Regions from separate parts of the Mus musculus genome. Here regions 1, 2 and 4 are each linked to region 3. Evidence: chromatin contacts called from public ChIA-PET and promoter capture Hi-C data. All regions are on one chromosome and are shown on one strand. The core of a region is the stretch at or near the end of the contact, and the rest is flanking DNA. Distances in the headings are between cores, read along the strand shown. Region 1 holds the start of Mib2 (mindbomb E3 ubiquitin protein ligase 2). Region 2 holds the start of Cdk11b (cyclin-dependent kinase 11B). Region 3 holds the start of Gnb1 (guanine nucleotide binding protein (G protein), beta 1). Region 4 holds the start of 1500002C15Rik (a long non-coding RNA gene).

Region 1 (4,040 bases), core at 1,071-3,570, 180 kb after region 3:
GCTAGCTGGGTCTACAGAGCTAGTTCCAGGACAGCCAAGGCTATAAAAAGAAACCCTGTCTTGAAAATCTAGGAGAAACAAAAACCAGACAAATGAACAAACAACAAAAACTCACCTTAGGACACAAAGAAGCCTTTAGTCAACATCCCAGGCATTTAGTTGCTACTTCCTGGGCCACAAATTGGCTCAGCCACCAAAACTTCCTGTGAGAAACTAGCAGCCATTGCCAACACAGAATACAGCAAACCAAACAGGAAGTCAGGGAGCCAGGCTGGGGAAAGATCATTTTAGAGGCAGTTTTACACACAGTATTTACTACCAAAACTAGATAGTGACCATTCTGCCTGCTGTTGCTACCAGTGTTCCTTCCTTAAACAAACAAACTTTCTTCTTCTCTCTCTCTCTCTTTTTTTTTTAATGTGGCCTTCATTAGCCTGGATCTCACTATACAGACCAAATTCCTTTCAAGTGTTGGGATTAAAAGAATCTGTGGGGGTGCTGGTGAGATGGCTTAGTGGTTAAGAGCACCGACTGCTCTTCCGAAGGTCCTGAGTTCAAATCTCAGCAACCACATGGTGGCTCACAACCATCCATAACGAGATCTGACTCCCTCTTCTGGTGTGTCTGAAGACAGCTACAGTGTACTTACATATAATTAATAAATAAATCTTTGGGGGTAAAAAAAGCATTTGTGGGACACCATGCCAGGACATTTAATAGGTCAGAATTATCAGGACAATGTAGGGGGATGCTGCCCCTTATTATATGAATATTTTATTGGGAATCTCCAATCAGCCACAAAAATTAAGTCATGGGCTGGTGAGATGGCTCAGTGGGTAAGAGCACCCGACTGCTCTTCCGAAGGTTCAGAGTTCAAATCCCAGCAACCACATGGTGGCTCACAACCATCCATAACAAGATCTGACTCCCTCTTCTGGATTGTCTGAAGACAGCTACAGTGTACTTACATATAATAAATAAATGAATCTTTAAAAAAAAATTAAGTCATGTTATAGTATAAAAGTTAGCAGATTGCCTTTATTCAAATGAATAAAACTACATGACATAGAGAGGATTCAGGACTCGAGTATATCTCCCTATACCTCTGGTGGTGTCGGAGATACTGTTGAATTGAAAAATGTCTAACAAAACTGGTTCATCAGAGGCCCCTACTAGGCAGGTGGATGTCCTAGATGCTAGTAGAATCAAACAAGAATGTCAACTGAAGACACAGAGGCCAGGAAACCAGATCTACCCTGCACCAAGACATCTGCTGGGGGACATCATTAAGGTTCAGGGGTATCATGGCTACTAATCTCTGGGGAACTCTAGGTACACTGTAGCTTGGGGTTCACCACCCTGCCTAGGGCTGACCTTGGGTGGGATAATGACATTCAGATACTTGTTGCATCAGAAGCAACAGGCCACAGTGGAATATATAGCCAGGAGACATTCTATAAGCAGCCAATCTTGCTCTGTCCCCAAGCCCACTAGCTCCTTAAGAGCCTTCCTGGCATCTCTGCTTTTCTTATTGGTTCTGAACCCAAAGGAGGCAGAAAGGACGATTTCTCACTGCCCAGTCCACTCAAGCACATTTAAACAGAAACACAAACCCTGACACATCAGACGGCATCCTCAAGAGAAACAAACCAAACCCGAACTGTCAAGCGCTCACCTGTCTGGAGGTCCAGTGTCCCCCACCCGCCTTGAGAATCGGGCAGGAGCCCTGATGCTTGGAGACTTGGGACTGGCCTCCGCCGTGCTGACCTTCCTCTCTGAAAGCCCCAGGAGATCCAAACCTATGGCCAGGGGTGCTGAGACGCAGTTAACATCTGAGAAGGGACAGAGGCCGCTGGTCGCCTTAAAAAGCTCCCATGGGTCTGGTGGCTGGGACACGCTGCATCACCCCCACGCACCGAGAACGCGCAACGGGCACGAGCTGGGTCCAGGGGGAGAAGCACCAAAAGCCCGTCGCGCTGAAGGGCCGAGGTCAGCCAACAAAACCGCAGCCCCGTCAGGACGATCAGGACCCCTAGGCCCCGTGCCACCGCCCCCGTCGCTGGGAGGACGCCCGGCCCGGCCCCCCACTTGCCAAGAGTTTCCGCGCTCGTTCGGCCCAGGAATACCCGCCCCTGAGCAGCGCAGAGGCTGACAGTGGAGCCTCGGCTCGCCACCGAGACGCCAGCTGCAGCCCGCCGTCCTCCGCCCCCTAACAGTGTTTAGCAAGGCCGCCTCTCTTGCGCTAGCCCACCAGGGAGCCCCACCACGGCTCCCCGACTACAGTCGCGGGGCGCCGCACAGATTGCCGGGAGCTGTAGTTTGCAGAGCCAGCCCGGGGGCGGGACAGACGACTCCCAGGAGGCTCTGCGCGTGACGCACTATGCTTAGGGTCAGGGGGCGGGGCTTATAGCTACCAAGGCACCCCGAGCATGACGTACACGTCTGGTCTGGTAGCAAAGGGACCGACGGACGCGTTATGCATGGTCAGCGGGAGCTCTGTTTCTCTAAAGAAGAAACTGGAAATGCCTGCGTCTCGGCATTCTTGGAACAGAGAGGGAGCGTTGAAAGGGGATGGGCGCAAAGTCGCACCCGGAAGTGCGTGTGGGCGGAGCCAGCCCTGCACAGGTCTCCTGCGCAGTACTAGTTCCCAGGACGCTCTCTGTTGCCTTGGAGACAGAAGTTTCGGGTGACGTCTTGCCTGAAATGGGTGGGGTTTCCAGAGATGTAGCGAAAACGCATCCAAAGTAATTCTTTTGGCTTTTTTTTTTCTTTTTGAAATAAGGTTTCACTATGTAGCAACGTGTAGCAACATATTGCAACATAGCCTGGGCCTCACTATGTTGATCCTGCTGACCCCGAGCTCATGGAGCCCCACCTGCTTCTGCCTCGAGAGTGCTGGAAATTAAAGCATGCACTACCACACCCTGCACGACTTAATTTATTTTATAATCAGAGTTGCGCCCATCTTTTTTCTTTTGTTTTCCTATCCTCTATCTGGAGCGGGGTGGGAATCAACTCAGACCTACTGAGCAACCCCCTACCCAGCTACTGATTTTAGTCCTACAGGCATAAAGTTAACAAGCAGTCATCCTGGCCTTTGTGTTTATAAACAGTATACTGCCTTGATTTACATGTATTAGACAGTTCTATGAAGTTCCTCAGACCACAACAACATAGTTCTCCAGCAACTCTCCCCACAAGCTTTGCCCCCATGTGCAAGTTACCTCCATATGTATTGTAACTGTCCCCTCACCAGCTTGCTGTCTAGGTGTATTCCACTGCTGCACACTACCACATATGAACCCAGTCTATTCCGGCACAATCGTAATTGTTCTTTGTTCTTTTCTTTACATTTATTTATTTTTGTTGAGGGAGGGGACACCAGTGCCATAAGCTGTAACCTCCCCCAGCCTGAAACAAGCTGATCCAGACCTTGACCTTGAGGCCACTAGGGAGATTACCTGGGGTGGAGCCTTCCTGCCTAGATGGCTCTATTGTTCTGCCACCTGCCACTGCTCCTCCAAGACACTGCTACCTGCTGAGAGGCCGCTGAGATATACCTGAAGAACACCCTATCCTGCAAGTCGCCTACAGGCTGGCTCCAGACACCAGAAATGGACTGGCAGGGGATGGGCCTTCCCTGTTATGAGCACACTCTCTTAGTAAACTGGCGGGCCTTGAACAGAATCATGTCTTGGTCTCCATTAATTTCTCTCGAAGTCTAGTCTCTTTCAGCCCCAGCCTGCCTCCCAGGTGTAGGCCCAAGTGGGCCGCGGGCCGGTATACAACAATAACCTACATGTGCAGTCAGAGGCTCATGCAAGCGTCTTTGCCTGCTAAGTCATTTTACAGGCTATTTTTATTTTGAGACAGCATCTTACTTTTGCCCAGGTTGACCTCCAACACTGTAGCTCTGTAGTCCTACAATCTTAGCCTTTCAAGTGCTGGGGTTTAGGGACTAAGTCACCTCTTCTAGCTCCAGCCTAGAATGTGTTCCCAGGTTTCTAGTTTGTTTGAGTGGGTGGTTGGTTAGTAGATTA
Region 2 (4,410 bases), core at 700-3,199, 130 kb after region 3:
TCCTGACTTTGCCAGCTGCTGGACCCTTCCTAATATGTCCAAGTTTAGTTTGAATTAAATCAAGTTGGCTAGTTGTGTGTTTGTGGGGTTTTTGTTTGTTTTTACTTTTCATTTCTGGGACTCAAGCTGCATACTAAATTCATTTGTAATGTCTGGACTTAATAATAATGTAATTGTGAGTATGTTCGTTCAATGTTCGTTCAATGTTGGCACTTTGGAAAAGGCCACAGTTTAGGGTGGACAATTGTCTGCATCAAAGCCAAGTCATATTTGCTTTATACCAAACAATACTAGAGAATTAAAACACATCATAAAATGTACACTGTTTTGTATTTCACCTCTTTCAGTATTTAAATAATTATATTAATGCCTCCTAGAAAAGAATTCTGTTAGATAATTCAGTGATTCCTGAAATAAATTGGTATTGTGTAATTAATCCTGCAGTAGCCTCCTCATTCTTTTTATCCAAGCTGCCAATGGTTCTTGTATGAATATGAAAACATGTAACTATTTTGTTCGTTTGGTTTCCTTTTTTTTGATACAAGGTTTTTCTGTGTAACCCTGTGGACCAGGCCACCTTTAAACGGTACCTCTGTCTACAAAGTGATAAGATCGAAGATGTGAGCCACCACCACCTGGCTTGTATAACTCTGTTATGTATGCTACTGAAATCAGACTTAGTTTCCAAGTCACTGATAACTCTGGAGGCAAAGTAAGAGCTGGGATCACAAAGTGTTTCACTCCAATATCCCTCATTTTTTTCATACACTAGTTGTTATATTCTTTCACATCTTACCATTTCACAGTCATAACTAACAGTGGTTTCCTTTTCATTTTGTTTGTTTCTGACCCTAACTCAAGAAATTTAATCATATTGCTATTTTTTGTTTCACGATACAGAGCTGCTTTTGTAGCCTTGGCTGTCCTAGAACTAGCTCTGTAGACCAGGCTGGCCTCAAACTCACAAGAGGTCCGCCTGCTTCTGTCTCCCTAGTGCTGGCATTAAAGGTGTGCTCCACTGATGCATGGCATTGCTTTTTGTTTGTTTGTTTTTTTCCCCAATACCCACAGGATAACCTGACAAAAACAAGCAGCTGGAATTTTCCTTTCTGCTCTCTCTTCCATAAGCCCTGATAGGTTAATAGGTTTTTAGTGGAATCGTAAAAACCTTTAAGACCTTCAGGTGGTTTAAGTACACGTTTGAGAAGTGTCTAGACACTTCAGCATTTAGAATGAAAAGAAAACAAAAAGAATACAGAGATACAGGCCAGAAATAGAGGCTAGGTCTACGTACTAAACTCTATTTCAAAGCAAAACAATAACATAAAGACTCAACCACTATCGTAGGCCAAGCAGAAGAGGTTGTTTTAAGGAGGTTGGCTGAGGAAACTGGATTCGTTTCAATGTTTTCTTGTGCAGGGGACTTCCTCATCATAGGATGTTAACTAGCCTACCTGTGAATTCAGCTTCCTGGGTCCTGGGTAGGTCAGAAAGACAACTTGTTTTTCCATTGGATGGCACGACGCCACTTTGGAGGCGTCTATACGTCAGAGCAATTAGTCTGATGGGTAGAAACAAATGTCTGGCTGCGGAAGGTTGAGTGGCACAAGCAGCTTGTCACGAGTGCAAATGCTGCTCGGCCTGCAGACTACGCTACCGAGTGCCTGGAGGTAGCCCTGCCTGGCAGAGCGAAGGTGCAGCGGGAGGCACGGTTTCCGGTTTCCGCAGACGGCCGAGCGCATCGTCTCGAAACGTCATCTCTCGGAGACACCCCAGGACGTTACCAGACGCTACTTCGCTTTTATCCGCCCAGCCTCGCGTCGTTGGCAGGAGCCAACTCACGATGTAAGGACACTTCCGGTGCGCGCAAGGTACTGTGGGGCGGCCAAAAAAAGTCGAGCGCACACGCGGTTCGTCGTCGTCGTCGTACGTCATCATCACGCTTCCGCGGAGGAAGTGACGACAATCCTGGCGCGCGCCGGGCGCTGTTCCTTCCCAGACTCCAGGACCGGCTGCGGCGGCTGTAGCGGCGCAGGGGTGAGTAGCGGCGCGGGGGTTCGGAGCAGGGTTTACGGCGCCCCTGAAGAATCGCGGCTGGCGACACGCTGCTGCCGCGGAGCAGTCTCGCTCCACACGGAGCTGAGGGCGGTGGAGGCGGCAGGCCTGGCGGCCCCCGGAGCCGGCCCTTGCCTCAGGTTTGCGTGACTGAACCCTCAGAAGTGGGACCCCGCCCCGGAGTCCCGCGCTTGACAGTGCACCTTGATCTTACCTGTCACCCAGGCCTCCCCGCGTCCTGGAGCTTTCTCATACAACCTTTTGACACCTAAGGCAGAGTGTGTTGAGTGCGAGGCACTGAAATGACCTGGATGGTCTTTCATCCTAGAACAGTACCGTTACGTGGATGATGATGGTTGCGTTTTACGGAAAACACTGAGGTAAACTAAGTTACCCAAAACCTTACAGGAATGACAGAAACGACAGTGTATTCAGGCAGAATCCTTCCGACCTACCGGGACTTACTCTGAAACACTAACGATTAGACTTAAGTGTTCGGAAAAGACAGACCGACAGACCGACCGTAGCTTTCTGTGTCCCGAGGTTGCTTGAATTGTTTTTCTTTTTGCAGTGTTTTAACTCAAATGGGTGATGAAAAGGACTCTTGGAAAGTGAAAACGTTAGATGAAATTCTCCAGGAAAAGAAACGAAGGAAAGAACAAGAGGAGAAAGCAGAGATAAAACGCTTAAAAAATGTAAGCTATGTTTTTTAAGTAAGTGGTTTTCTTAAAGAAGATTTAATTTCTTTGCCCTCATTTTTCCATTAGAACAACGCTTCTTCGGTGAAGTTCTTTTGTACTTCCAAATGTCACAGGTGAGCCCAAAATCTATTCTAAAATTAACAAAAACATTCATATACTCAGTTGACGTTGAAGATAGATTAATAACACACTGAAGCTGTATCGAAATGAGAATATCTCGTTACAAAATAAAATATTCTGAACCTAGAATCATTACTGCCACCAGACTAATTTTTCTCATTTCATTATTAGTATATTCATAATACCATTTACCAAGCATTTTTAATAAAGTGGGAACTTTCCTTGCAATTAAAATGAGTGCTTTGTAATTACCTTGCTTTGGATGATGATATATTTAGAGTCCTTAGGTGACTGGATAAGAAACATTGATATAAGTGCTTCTTATTGTCAATATATGTATGATGTATTTCGTGTGTAAAAATCCAACTAAAGTCTTAGTTTTGGCTCAGAAAAACTAACGTTCATATAGTCTTATGACCCTTATCATGTACAATGTTTTAAATTTTCTGTTCTCAGGTTTCAGGTTACCAAAAAAAAAAAAAGTGATTTTAATTACATGAGTTTTGAACAAAATTAATATTTGAAGTTTCTATTCAAAAAATGTATATTTAGAGTTGGTTAGCAAACTTCAATTATCCTTAAAGATATTTAACCTGTACAACCTTTAATCCTAACACTCAAGAACTCAGGAGGCTGAGGCAGGCAGATCTATTGAGTTCAAAGCCAGCCAGTGCAATGTATATTTTATGTATATGTATAATTATATATATGTGCATTTGTATGTATGTGTGCATATATGTGTATATATGCATATATATATACACACATATACTTCCTATATATGTGTGTGTCTGTGCATATATATAGTGAGCTACGTATGGTGATGTACAGTGATGTACAGTGATGTAACCTCAGCATTTTGAAGACGGAGGCAGGTTTCTAGCTCAAAAACCGTCTTGAGCTACATAACAAGTTATTTTTCAAAGATAGACAAAGAAGAAAGGTGATTGATAAGGAAAATGACTCAATGCTTCATTTTCCTTTGCTTCTTAGTCTGATGACCGCGATTCCAAAAGGGATTCCCTTGAGGAGGGGGAGCTGAGAGATCACCGAATGGAGATCACAATCAGGAACTCACCATATAGAAGAGAGGATTCTATGGAAGACAGGTGAGAGAACTTAAGCTGTTGTCATATTTAGCCTGTAGCTCATGGGCCACATGGGCCCTAGGTTAGCTATGAATGCATCCCAATACAGAATTGTGAACTACTTAAAACATGCGTTTTGTTTTTGCAGTTTTATTGGTTGGTGGGTGGAGTTAGTGTTGGGGTGGGGGTGTACGTGGGTGTTACTTTATCCACAGGAATCAAAAGGTCCCCAAAGCTGGAGTAAAAGGTTGTTGTGAGATGCCCAGTATGGGTCCTGGGAACTGACCTTGGGTCTTTTTCAAGAACAACAAGTGTTCCTAACTATTTAGCCTTTTCTCTGGTCCCCTAGCCTGCCTTTTGTCGGTATTACTAGGGAAAGGTTTGAAGGCTTAGTGTTTAAGAGCACTTGTTGTTTTTATACCCTGTATTGCAAGTCTACAGGTTTG
Region 3 (4,068 bases), core at 661-3,160:
AGGCCTGCTGGTGTTTGGTGATTACCTTAAAACCTGAGACCACCGGACAATACTCAGAAACCCAACCCTCTAATTTTCAAAAGGTACCAGAATGTACCCCATCCCTTTACCCTTCACTGTGGAACCAACAGGAGCCTGGGTCCCGGATGTCTCCTGGTTACCCAGCTGTTCACATCCTCTAGCTCCACCCTCTTTTGGACCAGCAGGGACTAGCAGGCATCTTATCTCTCCCACTCTCTTCCCAGGCATTGCTCCGCTTGCTGGGCCTTGGCCCTCTCATTTGGAACTTAGAATACCACTTAGATACCTTCTTCTCAGATCATAAATATCCTCTGACATCCTCTGGGGGTGGGGTGTGTATGGTGGGTGAGGACGTCTTCACCAGAGTCACAGTATTAAAGTAGGAAATGAGCAGGGCAAGACCACTGGGAATAGGCTACCCTTGAGGAAATGAAGCTGGCAATGGATATTCTCTCGGGACTGGGCTACTAAGGGGTTGGGGACATCTGTGCAGAAGTGGTATCATCAAAGGTCTGGCCTTCACAAGTTCATGGAAGAGGCACTTGTGGGAAGTTGGAGTCACAAGGGACAGTGGAGAGAATGGTGAGAAGGAAGGACCCTGTACTTTTACTTGGAGAGAGTGGGATGATGGAGCTGTCAAGAACTTCAGGTAAAAAACAGTCACAAATGACAGAGTCAGGTCTCGAACAGATGGAGTGAAGGGCATAGAGTCCCAGGGGTCAGAGGCCCTAGGGTGAGATGATAGCAGTGGTGGATATATTTGAGGTAACTGGAACCAGGCTTCTTACTCTCAAAGCAGGTCACTCAATATGCAAGGAAGAGAATATGCAGTATTTTGGAGAGACCACACACTTACTGTGATCAAGAAAAAGATACGAATGCCCACATGACCATCTGCATGTACATATATGTATGTTCATGTAAATGTATGTTTTCCCTCAGGGTGCCTGCTCAGCAATGACACTTTTGTAGCAATGAATATCCAATACCTGGTTCCTCACTTCTACCCATCCACTAGCAGAAGCTAGGGCTCGTAAAATCAGGCGTCAGATCAGGGCTGGCACAGGGAAAGTATATGAGGAAACTGTCAGGACTGAACAATGACAGACACATTTCTATGGCCCGGCAGGAAGCGCCCAGGGCAGGGAGGGGGAAGTGTGCAGACCACTCAAAGGCTGTTTCAAGAAGGAATGGGCTTCAAGGAAAGGCTGCAAGGTGCACAGAAGCTAACAAGAAGGGAAGGTATCAAGTGTGAATCATGGAAAGGTCTCAGAGTCAGCGTGGTGGCCAGGCCCCCCAGAGAGTTGTGGCTCTTGTTTAAAAGAGGGTAGTGCAGGCCAAGAGGAAATAAGAGAGGTATTCACCTGGTTTTGGAAAGGGCAGAATGGGAGTGAAAAAGTCATTGTGGCAGGAGTCATATTAGTTGAAGATGGCTGGACAAATAGGCACGACGGACCAGACCGGATGGCATGTCTTAAAGATTCTGGTGGTTAATCTTGACATCTTTCCTGTCCCACCTGGCTATTCCTACCCCTCTACCCCCGCTGTCTAGAACCTGCTAGGCCGTTCACGCACGCACGCACGCCTTTCGGCCCTCCCGGGCTGGTCATTCAGGCAGGACACACCGCCCTCTGGCTTGGGGCACATGGCACAGGAGCCGACACCGTCAGGTCAGAGCCAGAGGCCACCGAGGCCGATAGGCTGCCAACGTCCCTGGAAGACCCTTGCGGGGTGTGTGGGGTGGTGGTGGGGTGGGGTGGGGGAAAAAAATCACGGGTCCTTTAAGCCTCTCGCGCACGCGCAGAGGGAAGGAGGGGCGGGGCGGAAAGAGCGGCACGCGCACGCCGCCCGTGCGCGGTGACGCGACGTGGGGTTTCCCGAGGCTGCGGGCAGGGGCCGCCGCGCCCATCCTGATGGCTGGAGGCGTCTGAGGGGCGGACGGCGACGGCGGCGGCGGCGGCGGCGGTGGCGGGCGCGGGCGGCGAGGGCAGCGGGGCTGGGACTGGAACAGCCGCCGCGCGGACCCGACCAGCCTCGCCGACTCCTGCCCGCAGGCCGCGAGCGCGACGACCAGGCGGCGGCGTGGGCGCCAGACCGGGCGAGGGCGAGGTGAGCGCGGCTGGGGTCTGTGAGCTGAGCCTGCCCCGCGCTGGGCCAGGCCCTGCGGCTCTTCTCGCTCGTGGGTCATCGGCCGCCGTCTTCATCCTGCTCTTCAGGGTTGGGTGGGCGATCCCCGGCGTGCCGGGTGGGCGGCAGGGCTGGGGTCTCGGGGTCCGGGGGGTGAGGGATGGGGCGGAGCCGCCTGGGCCGGGGCGCAGGCCCGGGCCGGGGTCTTAGGCTCAAGGCCGCGTCCGGGGTGCGGGCCCGGAGATGCGGCAACCTGGGTGGAGGTCCTGGGTTCAAGGCCAGATCTGGGATGGGTTCTGGGTTCAAGGCTGGATCCCGGATGCGGGACCTGATCTGTGGTCTTGGGTTCAAAGCCCGTGTCGGAATTCGGTTTCCAGACTCATTCATGTTCCTGGGGTCGAGGCTGTTGCGGGGGGCGGGGGGGTCTAGGGCCTGATGCGGGATCCCGGAGGTGGTCTTGAGTTTTAAGAAAGGGAACGGGATGCAGGGCTGGGGCTCGGGTCGTAGGTTCGAGCCTGGATGGCTTGCTAAGGTGGGGATGCCAGGAGAGCCGCAGGCGCTTCTTCTCGCGGCCGAGTCCCCGCGGGAACAAAAGCCGAGCTCTGCCCTCCGGACCGCGCCTTCCTGCGGGGCGTGGGACTCGGCCGGGCGCGCGGGGAGCGGACACGGGGCGAGTCTACTGGATTCGGCCATCAACCCCTGCCGGGTGCGGGCCTACGGCTACCAAGCTTCCCAGCTTCCTTCGCTGCCGGCCTTCCTGGCCCCAGGCACCCGTAAATGAATGGGCGCCGCGTCCGGTCGCCGCGACAAGATGGCGATACCCGCCTTTGTCAGCCAGGACCGCGCCGTCCGCTGCCGGGGCTGAAAACAAAGGCCGGCTCTGGTGGCCGGTGCAGAGGAAAAGGCGCCGGGCTCCTGGGTTCGCCTGATGCATCAGTGCTGGGAGGGGACGTCCTGCCCAGAGCACTCAGAGGGTGGCCTAGTCTTTCCGCGTCTCCTCCACAGCCTCGGGTTCCCCTGGGGAACTGCAGCTTGGCTTTTGACCTTTTGATACATTTAAACATTTTTTTTTTCCGGGTTTTTTTAAACCACAGGATTAGCATCCCGAAATAGCATCCCTATACGTGTTCAGCTCATCTTTAAAGAGGTTATGTCAAAATTTTTATTTTGAGAGGAGAATTAGTGGGGCTTCATTTAATTAATTAATTGTTTAGTGCATTGCTGTTTTGCCTGGATGTGTCTGTGTCTGTGTGTGTATGTGAGGGTGTCAGATTCCCTGGAACTGGAGTTAGAGTCATTAGCTGACTTGTGGGTGCTGGGAACAGAACTCAAGACCCTTTGGAAGATCAGCCGATGCTCTTAACCCCTGAACCATCTCTCCAGCCCCGAATTAGTAGAATTTATAAGTATATAAATGACACTTGTGCATGAATTTTGAAATTTCAGGTAATTTGTAGTGTTGGTTTGGTAGTAATAGTACTTTGTATTGTTATGTTTCGATCTGATAGCAGCAATCAAGCCTTTCTCTGTGTGTGGTTAAGTAGCCTGTGAGATTTACTGTTAACTAAGAAAATATGTAGTCATTCTATCATGATAAATGGAAGTGTTAATATTGTGAAAAGTTCCATTTCACTGTGGAGACTAAATGTGGTCCTCAGAGAAACCATTAGTCAGTTTCTATGTAGTTTTTGTTTGTTTGGGTTTTTGTTTTGTTTTGTTACATCTGAAGCTGTAGTGGTTTTTGGTGGTGGGAGATATTTGAAGATAAGGCTTTTAGTTTTCATGCTAAGATGTCTTCTGGATTCTTCTGGAAGGTATATTGCAAAAGGAAAATTTCTTCCGCCGGGTGTTTGGCCAGGGATGGAAATGTGAAGAGGCTTTGAGCCTCTAGACAGCAGAGCTAGGTTCTGGATAGATAGG
Region 4 (4,253 bases), core at 1,226-3,725, 240 kb after region 3:
TGTGGTCAATGTGGACATCCAGGACAACCATGAAGAGGCCACTCTGGGAGCATTCCTTATCTGCGAGCTCTGCCAGTGTGTGAGTCTAAGCTCCTGGGTCCTGTTGGGGCTTCTCATAGCAACTTATAAAAATAAAATAAAATAAGTTTTTATAAGTTAAATAAACACATCCTGGTCAAATACTAAATTTCTAGTAAAAACCAAGAAGTACACTTTCTAAGAAGTTGACCAAATGCTTTGGCTTGAATCCCTACCCCCCAGTGCTTCTGTCCATGATAAAAGTGATGTATGACATCTCTCAGGGCACAGGCCCCTCTCCTGGAAGAACTGACATTTCACTTTTTCCTCTGATGGACAACGGCTAGAAGAGCTTATCTAGTGGTGTCAAAGATAGGTCTGGAGACTGGAAGAGATAGCAGCCACAGTATAAGGGTCTGTGTCCCTTCACTTGATCTAAGTATCCATCTCTAAAAGCAATCTTGTAGGAGCTTCCTAAAGGCTTGTGTAGCTGCTGTATGGAGGCATTCCATTGTTCAGGTGCTATGGAGGGACTTTGGGAAGGACCATGTGCCTTTCCCTTACTTTTAAAAAAAAAAGATTTATTTATTATATGTAAGTACAGCTGTTTTCAGACACATCAGAAGAGGGCGTCAGATCTCATTACAGATGGTTGTAAACCACCATGTGGTTGCTGGGAATTGAACTCAGGACCTCCTGAAGAGCAGTCAGTCATAACCGCTGAGCCATCTCTCCAGCCCCTTTCCCTGACTTTTGCCCTTAAGAACTGTGATTAGCTGACTGTGGCAGAATTGATTTCCTTTTGGCTTACCAAGTGAAGGCTGATGGGGAAGTTCGCGTGGGGGATCCAAACTCCTGCTAAACTCCACACTGCTTTCACTCTTAGTGTTATTGAAGCTCTAGCAGTTGACCTTGTGGTCTAGCTGATGATCTGGAGAAAGGGCTGAGACCAAGGAGACTGTGTAGCCATGCCAGAACAGTGTGTTCAACATCCAGCCTTCTTCACTTCAAGTATTCAAGGGACTACTACTGGCAATGCCTGGTCACCTTTTAAGTTTTCACAACCAGGAGAAGAACCAATAGGTGTCTGGAGGGTGGAGGCCAGATGTGAAGTTGATGCTGCAGTGCACAAAGCATAGTCAGCATTCACACTGGACGACTGTAGGAAAATGCATGCCGGTATCTGTGTGCCTCACTTCACTCATTGCAGATTTGGGATAGCACTGGTTGATGAGGCTTTCATGTACCTACGACGCCTGAGAACAGAACCTGAGTTCCAGCCTTGGGGTCCAGGCCTCCCTTTGAATCTAGCCGTCCCACTCCCAATATGGGGTACTCCTATGATATGTTGTATATGTCTGGTAGGAACAGGCTGTGAGGGAGCTATCCTGAAGCCTGGGTCCCTGCAGAAGTGAAGATCAGTGGAGGGCAGGGTCAGGGAAGGCGCGTCACAATGCCCGGGTTCACTCAAGGCCGTGCTTTTCCCAGATCCAGCACACTGAGGACATGGAGAATGAAATCGACGAGCTGCTGCAGGAGTTCGAGGAGAAGAGTGGCCGGGCCTTTCTGCATACTGTCTGCTTCTACTGAGCCTCCTGTGCTCGGTGCATGGCCTGCCCTGCACAGCCACCTTTGTTGAAGCCACTTTTTCAGTGTGTTTTCCTTTCAGATATTTGTTTTTACTGCTAGGTGTACATCATCAATGTACTGTACATATGGAATGAGACGTACGCAGAAATGCCAGATTCAAATCCATTGTTTTTAACCAAAAGAAATAAAGATGGTTTACTCTACAGCCTACAGCAAGTGTCTGTTGTTGGCCCTTTTCTCTCCACTGCTGAATTGTACAGAAACCTAAATAAAGCAACAGGCTGTCTTATTAAGGGGAAAAAAAACCTTGGAATTGCCACAAAATAGGTGCTGCTAGAAGTCTTTGGTTTGTCCTGAATTCCTGGCCTGACTCCCTGCTGAGGAAGAGACTACTCGGCCATTGAGTCCAACCCTGTGATAAACCTGAGAGCACCCTTCTGAGAAGTAGGGCCGGACCCTGGTGCCTTAACAGCTCAGGGCCTGTGTGAGCTGATATAACTGAACTCCTGTTGGAACCTTCAGATACAGTGGGGTCTGGACTTGGGGGGCTGGAGGTCAGCTGTCCTCTTCCTGCTTTCCAACACAGGGCAGGGTTGGTTCTTCTGTTGTCAGCTCTGTGGCCAGCACAGGGCTTGGGACTCAATCCCAGCATGACCGGCAGCCACAAGAGGATCATAGACGCTGGCAGCTGTTCCAGCACCCCTTCCTCCTCAGAAATCGCCTAGTCTTTCCCACAACTGCCACGATCTTTATGGCATACTTGGCCCATTCCGCATCGCATCCGTATCGCCTACCCTCCTGCCCTCCTACCTCTGCTCATGTAGTCATTAGTCCCTGGTTCCTCTGACTTTCCAGGCCCCTCCTCTGATGGCACTTTCTTGCTGGAGGAGGCGGGTGCTGACACTTCCTGTCCCTCTCTGGAACCCGGAGAACCAGAAGGAGGGGCCTTACTTGGGGAAGTAGAGCAGAAACGACCACCTGGTCCAGGCCAAGGCCCAGTCCAGCGCGGCACTGGGCAGGGAGACCGGAGCCAAGGCTGATGACATGGGGCACAATGTGGAGCCGAGGCCGGAGGGGAGGGGTCTCGGGCTGCGTCACAGGGACAGGAGTGGAGAACCTCGCCCCTGGATGCTGGCGCGGGGCGGCGAAGTCCCTCCCCGGAGGCGGAGGCAGGAGGAGGAGGGAGGAGATAGTGAAGAAGAAAAGGAGGGAGGGAGAAGCCTGGAGGAGGGAAGAGGGAGGAGGGAGGGGGCCGCCGCGCAGACCGCAGGGAGCCGGGCGCAGGGAGCACCGGAGGGCGGAGCGGAGGGCTGCCAGCAACGGGCGACAGGCGAGCGACCCCACGTCAGCCCCCACATCTCGGCTGCCTGTGCCCGCGCCTGCCCCCGGGGTCCGCGGCGGCCCGGCGCGCGAGCGCTGACCTCTGCGGAGGCGGCGCGGGCTAAGCATCGGGCCGGGGCCGGGAGGGGCACCGGGGCCGGGGGGCGGCGCTCCGGCCCGGCCCGGCCCCGCCCGATGTCCATGAGTGCGAACACCATGATCTTCATGATTCTGGGGGCGTCGATCGTGATGGTGAGCGGAGGGGCTTCCCGCGCGCGCCCCCTGCTTCTGCCGCCCGCCCGCGCGCGCGCCTACCCCACCTCGCTTCCTTGTTTACCGGCCCGTGCGGCCTGCGCTGCCCTCGCTGCGATCTTGCGCTGCCCTCGCCCTGGTTGCCCTGCGTTTCCCCACCCACCCACCCACCCCTGCAGTCTAGTACTCCCCCTTGGCACCCCTTTCGGCCCGGCCCACTCCTCGCCCTGACCGGTCATGGGCTCTTCCAGGCCATCGCGTGCTTGATGGACATGAACGCGCTGCTGGACCGATTCCATAACTACATCCTCCCGCACCTGCGGGGCGAGGACCGCGTCTGCCACTGCAACTGTGGCCGGTGAGTGCGCCCCGGCTCTAGGCACTACACGCGTGATCACACTTGTGCAGCGGGCCCCACTTGGCCGGTGAGCCCGGAGCAGGCTGGGCCGCAGAGCCTGGCTGGATGATGGGGGCCGCTTCTGCCCGCCAGGTGCTGGGGGAGGGGTGGCTAACGGGAACCCTAGGTCAGCCAGCCGCTCCCTGGGAAAGGAAGCATGACTGAGTCTGTTAGGAACTCCTTCCTCCAGTTCCTTTAGAGAAAAGGCTGCCTGGTGGTGGCATTATGGGCCAAGGAGCCTCCTGGTCCAGGGCCCGGAGGCCTGAGAGCAGCATCCTTGAGTAGTGTCCACAGTGGAAGCCAGGAAGCTGGTTAAGCCTGGGGCAGTAGTCTTGCCTCCGACCCAAGTCTTCCTCCTGGGCCTACTGTGGCCATGGCAGGCAAGAGCAGGAGGTCAAGATAGGAAGGGCCTACCTTGAGGAACACCTGCCACAACTGATGACTATTGTGCAGGGGAGGAGCTGAAGTAGCTACGCTGGGGTTTGCTCAAGGTCACAATGAGACCCACCACACCCTTCAGGGACCTCCCCTTCTGTGCATGTGTAGTGATGAAGTCTTCTGGCCTTGCATGTTTGTATGTCCATGTATGAAATAAACATCTTCTCATGAGCCGCGCATGTGTGTACTGTCTGTGCATATACATGTGCGTACACAGCGCACTCGAACATCCGCATGC

Evidence for each region. Promoter capture Hi-C pulls out the DNA fragments that hold promoters and counts their contacts. ChIA-PET counts read pairs in DNA pulled down with a chosen protein or histone mark.
Region 1: a contact with region 3 is called in a promoter capture Hi-C map of liver, with 10 times the contacts expected there. The contact joins the promoter of Mib2 here to the promoter of Gnb1 in region 3. A contact is called at or near these places in 21 of 39 promoter capture datasets (the 3T3-L1 cell line, 3T3-L1-derived adipocytes, the HPC-7 cell line and 13 more), 1 of 15 datasets of contacts at CTCF or cohesin (embryonic stem cells), 8 of 484 Hi-C or Micro-C datasets (CD4 T cells, the G1E-ER4 cell line, cerebral cortex and 4 more), 17 of 115 datasets of contacts at active chromatin or transcription factors (the 230-238 cell line, the HPC-7 cell line, the SCID.adh cell line and 9 more) and 3 of 9 other capture datasets (adipose tissue, liver and pancreatic islet).
Region 2: a contact with region 3 is called in an RNA polymerase II ChIA-PET map of effector CD8 T cells, with 97 read pairs. The contact joins the promoter of Cdk11b here to the promoter of Gnb1 in region 3. A contact is called at or near these places in 13 of 39 promoter capture datasets (the 3T3-L1 cell line, 3T3-L1-derived adipocytes, the HPC-7 cell line and 8 more), 3 of 15 datasets of contacts at CTCF or cohesin (embryonic stem cells and pro-B cells), 29 of 484 Hi-C or Micro-C datasets (B cells, CD4 T cells, the G1E-ER4 cell line and 18 more), 19 of 115 datasets of contacts at active chromatin or transcription factors (the HPC-7 cell line, the SCID.adh cell line, Th17 cells and 11 more) and 5 of 9 other capture datasets (adipose tissue, embryonic stem cells, liver and 2 more).
Region 4: an RNA polymerase II ChIA-PET map of effector CD8 T cells shows a contact between it and region 3, with 79 read pairs. The contact joins the promoter of 1500002C15Rik here to the promoter of Gnb1 in region 3. A contact is called at or near these places in 14 of 39 promoter capture datasets (the 3T3-L1 cell line, the C10 cell line, the HPC-7 cell line and 9 more), 1 of 484 Hi-C or Micro-C datasets (embryonic stem cells), 9 of 115 datasets of contacts at active chromatin or transcription factors (the SCID.adh cell line, bone marrow-derived macrophages, double positive thymocytes and 4 more) and 3 of 9 other capture datasets (adipose tissue, embryonic stem cells and liver).

What each region holds. Positions count from the first base shown.
Region 1 is chr4:155,666,899-155,670,938 of GRCm38.p6, forward strand. It overlaps Mib2 (mindbomb E3 ubiquitin protein ligase 2), which reads right to left and starts at 2,321. Exons shown (of 20, transcript NM_001369164.1): 1 at 1,676-2,321; 2 at 116-271.
Region 2 is chr4:155,622,905-155,627,314 of GRCm38.p6, forward strand. Cdk11b (cyclin-dependent kinase 11B) reads left to right here and starts at 1,950. Exons shown (of 20, transcript NM_007661.4): 1 at 1,950-2,037; 2 at 2,627-2,750; 3 at 3,870-3,985. The coding sequence starts at 2,640. Gm16023 (predicted gene 16023) reads right to left here and starts at 1,851. Exons shown (of 3, transcript NR_040441.1): 1 at 1,455-1,851. Slc35e2 (solute carrier family 35, member E2) reads left to right here. Exons shown (of 9, transcript NM_177186.4): 9 at 1-436.
Region 3 is chr4:155,489,451-155,493,518 of GRCm38.p6, forward strand. Gnb1 (guanine nucleotide binding protein (G protein), beta 1) reads left to right here and starts at 1,911. Exons shown (of 12, transcript NM_001160016.1): 1 at 1,911-2,130.
Region 4 is chr4:155,731,967-155,736,219 of GRCm38.p6, forward strand. 1500002C15Rik (a long non-coding RNA gene) reads right to left here and starts at 2,476. Exons shown (of 2, transcript XR_001784583.2): 1 at 2,419-2,476. Ssu72 (Ssu72 RNA polymerase II CTD phosphatase homolog (yeast)) reads left to right here. Exons shown (of 5, transcript NM_026899.3): 4 at 1-79; 5 at 1,507-1,913. The coding sequence ends at 1,608. Tmem240 (transmembrane protein 240) reads left to right here and starts at 2,838. Exons shown (of 4, transcript NM_001101506.1): 1 at 2,838-3,180; 2 at 3,432-3,538. The coding sequence starts at 3,124.